2 separate regions of the Rattus norvegicus genome follow, and region 1 is linked to region 2. Evidence: chromatin contacts called from public Hi-C data. All regions are on one chromosome and are shown on one strand. Each heading gives the region's core, a stretch centred on a gene start, on an enhancer-like site or on the middle of the called end of the contact. The rest is flanking DNA. Distances are from core to core; before and after follow the strand shown. Region 1 overlaps Kif13b (kinesin family member 13B). Region 2 holds the start of Kif13b (kinesin family member 13B).

The links. A called contact is a pair of places that touch in the nucleus more often than the background predicts.
Region 1: a Hi-C map of hepatocytes shows a contact between it and region 2, with 1.8 times the contacts expected there. The contact joins the enhancer-like site here to the promoter of Kif13b in region 2. A contact is called at or near these places in 3 of 12 Hi-C or Micro-C datasets (hepatocytes, kidney and liver).

Annotation. Positions count from the first base shown.
Region 1 is chr15:43,155,362-43,158,403 of GRCr8, forward strand. Kif13b (kinesin family member 13B) reads left to right here. Exons shown (of 40, transcript NM_001412036.1): 8 at 872-1,006. Among named protein-coding and RNA genes, the nearest start is that of Kif13b, 73 kb to the left of the region's middle. Within about 2 kb of position 1,695, at least 26 of the 93 cell types and tissues checked have an H3K27ac peak or open chromatin away from gene starts, as enhancers often do. A contact at or near this core is called in hepatocytes and liver, where this site is marked.
Region 2 is chr15:43,082,541-43,085,325 of GRCr8, forward strand. It overlaps Kif13b (kinesin family member 13B), which reads left to right and starts at 1,519. Exons shown (of 40, transcript NM_001412036.1): 1 at 1,519-1,634. The coding sequence starts at 1,580.

The DNA.
Region 1 (3,042 bases), core at 445-2,944, 73 kb after region 2:
GTTCAAGGCCTGTTTGGGCTGCAGAATGAGCTTAAGGCCAGCCTGAGCAACTTATATAGGCCCTGTCTTAAGTAACTAAGTAAATAAATAGATAAATAAGCCAGCCAGCCAGCCCAGTCTCAAAAACAAACAAACAAACAAACAAACAAATAATAGCTAGAGGGGTTGAGGATTTAGCTCAGTGGTAGAATGCTTGCCTAGCAAGCGCAAGGCCCTGGGTTTGGTCCCCAGCTCCGAAAAAAAGAAAAAAAAATAGCTAGAGATCGCTCAGTGGTAGAGCATATATGTAGCATGTATATGTATATGTAGCATGTATGAGCCCCTGGGTTCAATTCCCAGAACTGCCTTCTTCTCCATAAATCATAGCATATACCTTATGTGTTTGGGTGAAGGGGTTAAATTCTTATTTTTTGATTTTATATAATTTGTTTTGGTAATAAGCTTATATTACTTTTACAATTGCATGCATTTTTTTGGCCCTCATATGTCACTCAATAGTATTGTTTCTAATGCTGTGCATGGCACACCTGTAATATAGTACTGTGGAAGCAGAGGCAGGGAGATCACAAAATTGAGGCCATCCTGGGCTACATAATACATGTAAGGCTAGTCTGGGGTACCTGGTAAGATCCTATCTGTGAGTTGAGGGTGTCTAGCTTCTAAACTTCTGTGTGTCAAAGCTGCCATGTGCTTCTGTGTCTGCAGTGAGTAAAGCCCTTTAGTTGGCCCTTGAAAATAGTATGGGCTCTTGTATTCTTGTGGAAAAACAAAATGTAACCTGTAAAAACCTGGGTGCTTGTGATAATGTGGGAAGAGTGGTCATGCTTATTCACAAATAATAAGTAAGTGCCTATGACCTTTTTCCACTTAGGATATAGAGTCTCTGATGTCTGAGGGCAACAAGTCTCGGACAGTTGCTGCAACCAACATGAATGAAGAAAGTAGCCGTTCCCATGCAGTCTTCAAAATTACCCTGACACATACTCTGTATGATGTGAAGTCTGGGGTGAGTAACTTCTGACATGATCACAGTTTAGTCCAGTGGCTCTTAACCTTTCTGATACTGCAAACCTTTAATACAGTTCTTCATGTTGTGGTGACCCCCAACCATAATATTTTTTTTGTTGTTGTTACTTCATAACGGTAATTTTGCTACTGTGATAAATTATAATGTAAATATTTGATGTGATCCCCAAAGAGGTTGTGACCCACAGGTTGAGAATCTCTGGTTTAGCCTGTTTTCTTTGCTAGCTAGACTGAAGGCCTGATCCAGACGTTTGGTCAGGACTCAGGACAGAAGGTCCTGACAAGAACAGAAGCTGCTGTACTGTAGCGCTGTTGGAATACTCCAAGAGGGCTGGGGTCTACAGCAACTCTAGGAGTCATACTTAAAACCACAAGGGACACACAGAACTTTAATCAAGAATAAGAAATTGCTTCTGTCAGCAATTCTCTTAGCACCCGGAAGTTGTAGAATATTCTGGAAAACCTTAGATTTCATGACTTCCCTGATGGCAGAGAAAAGGCCAAGGAAGATGCTTAACTTCTGCTTTCCAGTCTTTAGCAAGAGGGTCTGAAGGAACTTTAGTCATATCCTGCGGCCTGGCTGAAGGGCGTCTTGGACTAAGCATGGTTCCCACCCTCTCCAGCAAGAGGACAGCGAGGCTGAATTACACAAGCCGCTGACCTGGCCCAGCTACAGCAGCTTGCACTTTACACCCCGATGGCTGGTTTCAGCTGAGGCACCTTTGCCGGTACACCTGCTGCTAAACAGCCAGGAGGTCAGGGAGCAACTTGCATTGGGGAAGAGTGCTGTAAAATCATTGAATGTGAAGGGTGCATTTTGAGCATTTGGTTGGACCCTTGAGAAGCTGCCGAGGCCTCTGGCATGTTGAACATTTTGCTAAGTAACTCACGTGCTCGCTCTCCTTGTGAAGATTGATTTCTGGTATCCATCTCTCAGGACCTCAGTCTCAAATATGAGAGGCCAAAGTAACCTGGCAAGCTACTCTATGCTGGCAGGCTTCTTTCTCCTTTGCTGAAAAATCATTTTTCTTCTACATCAAGATCAATGTTAAAAACAAAACGTTCTCTGTCTTTGATTTCCTTTTTAGAGTAAATCAAAGCTAAATAAATACCATACTGAATACTTTCTTTTCTATTATTATTATTATTATTATTATTATTATTATTATTATTTCTTCTTTAATGTATGTGAGTACACTATAGCACTCTTCATGCACACCAGAAGAGGGCAACGGATGCCATTACAGATGATTGTGACCCACCCTGTGGTTGCTGGGAATTGAACTTAGGACCTCTGGAAGAGCAGCCAGTGCTATTAATCGCTGAACTGTCTCTCCATCCCCAACCTTCTTTTTCTTAAATCAGAAGTATTTTTTATTTGGGAAACAGAATATCCCTTTGTAATGTTTATGAAAATCTATAAATGTATTTTTTGCTGTGCTGAGTGCAGAACCCCGGGCCTTCTGCTTGTCAGATAAATATTCTGTCAAGAGCCACTTTCCCAGCCAGATAACACAGATTTTAAAGGGAAGTTTCCACAGTGGTTGAATCCGTAGACTCTGATATCGCTTTCTTGTGGTTCTGTTTTGCTGATGAGGTAAACCATAAAGTATGTCACATTTCTGATCTGGTGAAAGAAAACATCATTGTCAAAAACCATAGCTGATGTTAAAAAGTTAAGCGGATCATTTAAATAAGATGAAAATGTTTAGAAAATATTTTTGACTTCTAGAACAAATTTGTTACACAAAAGTCAGATTGTTTGTTTTTATTTTTAATATTGGCCAAAAATGTAAGTATTTTGTCTCAGGCTAATATTTGTGAAATTTTAAACACAGTTTTAAATCATTAAACTTTTGATCTTATAAGCAATTTTGTTTATATCTCTGAAAATTATATCAATCTCTCCAAAATGTCCCATTTTATAGCATTTTTTCCTGAGGTCATCAACTTCCTTGTTTCTCACTACTGGGTTAGCAAATTGTATAAGTTTTGTGCTAGGTGGTGGTTTTCTGC
Region 2 (2,785 bases), core at 269-2,768:
GGTTGGGGATTTAGCTCAGTGGTAGAGCGCTTGCCTAGCAAGCGTAAGGCCCTGGGTTCAGTCCCCAGCTCTGAAAAAAAAGAAAAAAAAATTTCGAATGGAAACTGTATAACCTTTTTTTTTTTTTTTTTTTAAATCTCACTGTCCTTTTTTAAGAAGCCAGAGTGGGGCTGGGCATTGAAAGCTCCCAGCTCACATCTGTAGTCCCAGTAGTTGGGAGGCTGAGGCAGGAGTTTGTAGCCTAGAGTTGGTTCAGTTTTTTTTTTTTTTTTTTTTTTTCCGGAGCTGGGGACCGAACCCAGAGCCTTGCGCTTGCTAGGCAAGCACTCTACCGCTGAGCTAAATCCCCAACGAGTTGGTTCAGTTTATGGCAATCTTTTTATTTTTTTAAAGATTTATTTATTTTATTTATATGTTAGTACATTGTAGTTCTCTTCAGACACTTCAGAAGAGAGCATCCCATTACAGATGGTTGTGAGCCACCATGTGGTTGCTGGGAATTGAACTTAGGACCTCTGGAAGAGCAGTCAGTGCTCTTAACCGCTGAACCATCTCTCCAGCCCCCAGTTTATGGCAATCTTACTCCTTTAGTTGCTGAGTTCTGGGATTACAGTATGTCCAGTGCCATTCACGTCTGACCTAGTGTTTCTAACATAGTAAGGGTCATTAATGCACCCCCAAATCTGACTTTTGTGTTAGCTAAACAGAACATGTTTGCAGGACAGTCTTGGCACACAAACCGCCAACCAGCAGTCTCTAAGGCTGATAAACAGTATTTATAGGTTGATTTCATTGACTCACACGATAAACATACCAGGGGTTTTCACTGCAGGTTGGGTGACACAGGTTTTGAAATTTGCCTAGTTCTTGTCTCCATTTTACACATTAAAAAAGATGAAATTTGAGCCACCAAATAACTTAACCATGATCACAGGTTGGCAAATGAGTGGGATTTGAGTTAAGTTTGTTTCCATAACCCAACGTTATGACTCAGAGAATGCAGAGGCTGTGGTCAAGGTTGAATGCATCTATTTATCCTGAAGGAAAGGTCAGCAAAGAAACAGAGGGGGACAAGTCAGTCGGAGAAAATCATCCAAGGATCGAACCCAGAGGTTTAAAAAAAAAAAAAAAACAAGAGAAGGTTTTCAGATGAAGGGTCAGCTCTTGTTCACGCTGTGTAGAGCGCTTGCCTGACATTCATAAACCCTAATTTTAATCTCTAGAAAACTCTCCAAAGACAAAAAAAAGGAAGATAGGAAGGAAGAAAGAAAAGAAAGAGGAAGAAGTAAAGTAAGAGAAGGAAAGGAAGGGAGAGGGAAGTGCCTGAACGGCAGCACAGTTATTAAAACGGCGACAGATGACTACAAGTTCCAGAGAGCGACGCGCCTATTTTCCCGCCAGCGCCTCGGCCGGCCTTGTGAGAACTTCAAATCCCGGCATGCCCCGGGGCGCACCGGTCCTCGCCCCTCGTCGGTCCCGCCCCCTTTCCCCACAGCCCCCGCCCGCCGGGTTGGCCTCGGAGAGTTTGTCCGGTGGCCGTGGTAAACGGAGGTGCAGTAAGAACCCCGGCGGCAGCACGATGGGCGACTCCAAAGTGAAAGTGGCGGTACGGGTCCGGCCAATGAACCGACGAGGTGAGAACTTGTCCCGGGCCGGGGGCGACAGGTGCCTGTAGTGGTAGAGCCTTGGCGTCCCGGGGGTCTCGGCGGGCTCCCCTCAGCGCGCGTGCGCCCTCGACGGCGCGGTCGGGCCCTCAGCCCTCCGCCCCGCCAGCTGTCACCGAGCTCGGCAGGCCTGGGGCAGCTCCGGCCTCACAGCCTCCTGTACACGCAGCTCTTAGGGCGGACAGCCCTACTTTTCGATTTTCCACGTTCCATTCCTTGAACCTGCACCTTGTTGCTGTTTGCAGAAAAGGAAGGACGTGCCTTCCTAATTCTTTCTGGTTTATGATTATCGAGAGCTAGCTTTCTTTCTTTCTTTTTTTCTTTTTCTTGAAGTGATAGTCATCTCAACAATAAATAGTCTCGGTGCCAAGATTCTTGGGAAATTGTATCTTTCAGACATGCTCTGAAGTCTGTAGGGAGGGTAGAGAAAGTAGATAAACTCAGGACACGTAAATCATCTCTCCAAGTTGGAAGGACTGAAGCCCAACTTGTGTCCGGAGAGTAGCTGGTTTTTGCCTTTGCAGCTTCACCAGAGGGTGACTGTGTAGGATACTTAAAATGAGGTGATGTGTTTGAAAACACTTTATATACAAGTCTTGTTATTGAGGTGCTGCTGGGCTCCCAGGGGATGGAATTGCAGTTAGTTGATTTAGACTACTGACTAGCTAGAATTGTTTTCTAGGGTTTCTAGTTTGTTTTACTGTGTTTAAAGTCAAGTGTGTAGGAAATAGTTTTTCTGTTTCCCTGCCCTTTGGCGTATATATGGAGGTAAACAGGTGGGACAGTTGACAAAAGATTTTTCTGGTTGGTTGTTCTGTGGGAAAGCTGGTTTCTCTGTTTTCTTGGCGTTGGTTTGCCTACCTGAACGTGCTTAAGTCTATGAGGCATGTTTTTCCCTGAAGACTTAACTTTTTAAGCTCTCAGCTAATTGCCTCCTTGCATCCAGGTTATCACAAAACAGAGTGAGTATCTTAGAAGTCCGAAAGTTTTCAACTCTTCCATTTTCGAGTGTCCAGACATCTTTATTTTGGATCACTTCAAGCTCATTGTGATCATTACTGCGATTAAAAAACAAAAGAGAACAGCCAAGTGAAATCCGACTTATCTGGGACTGATTCGGA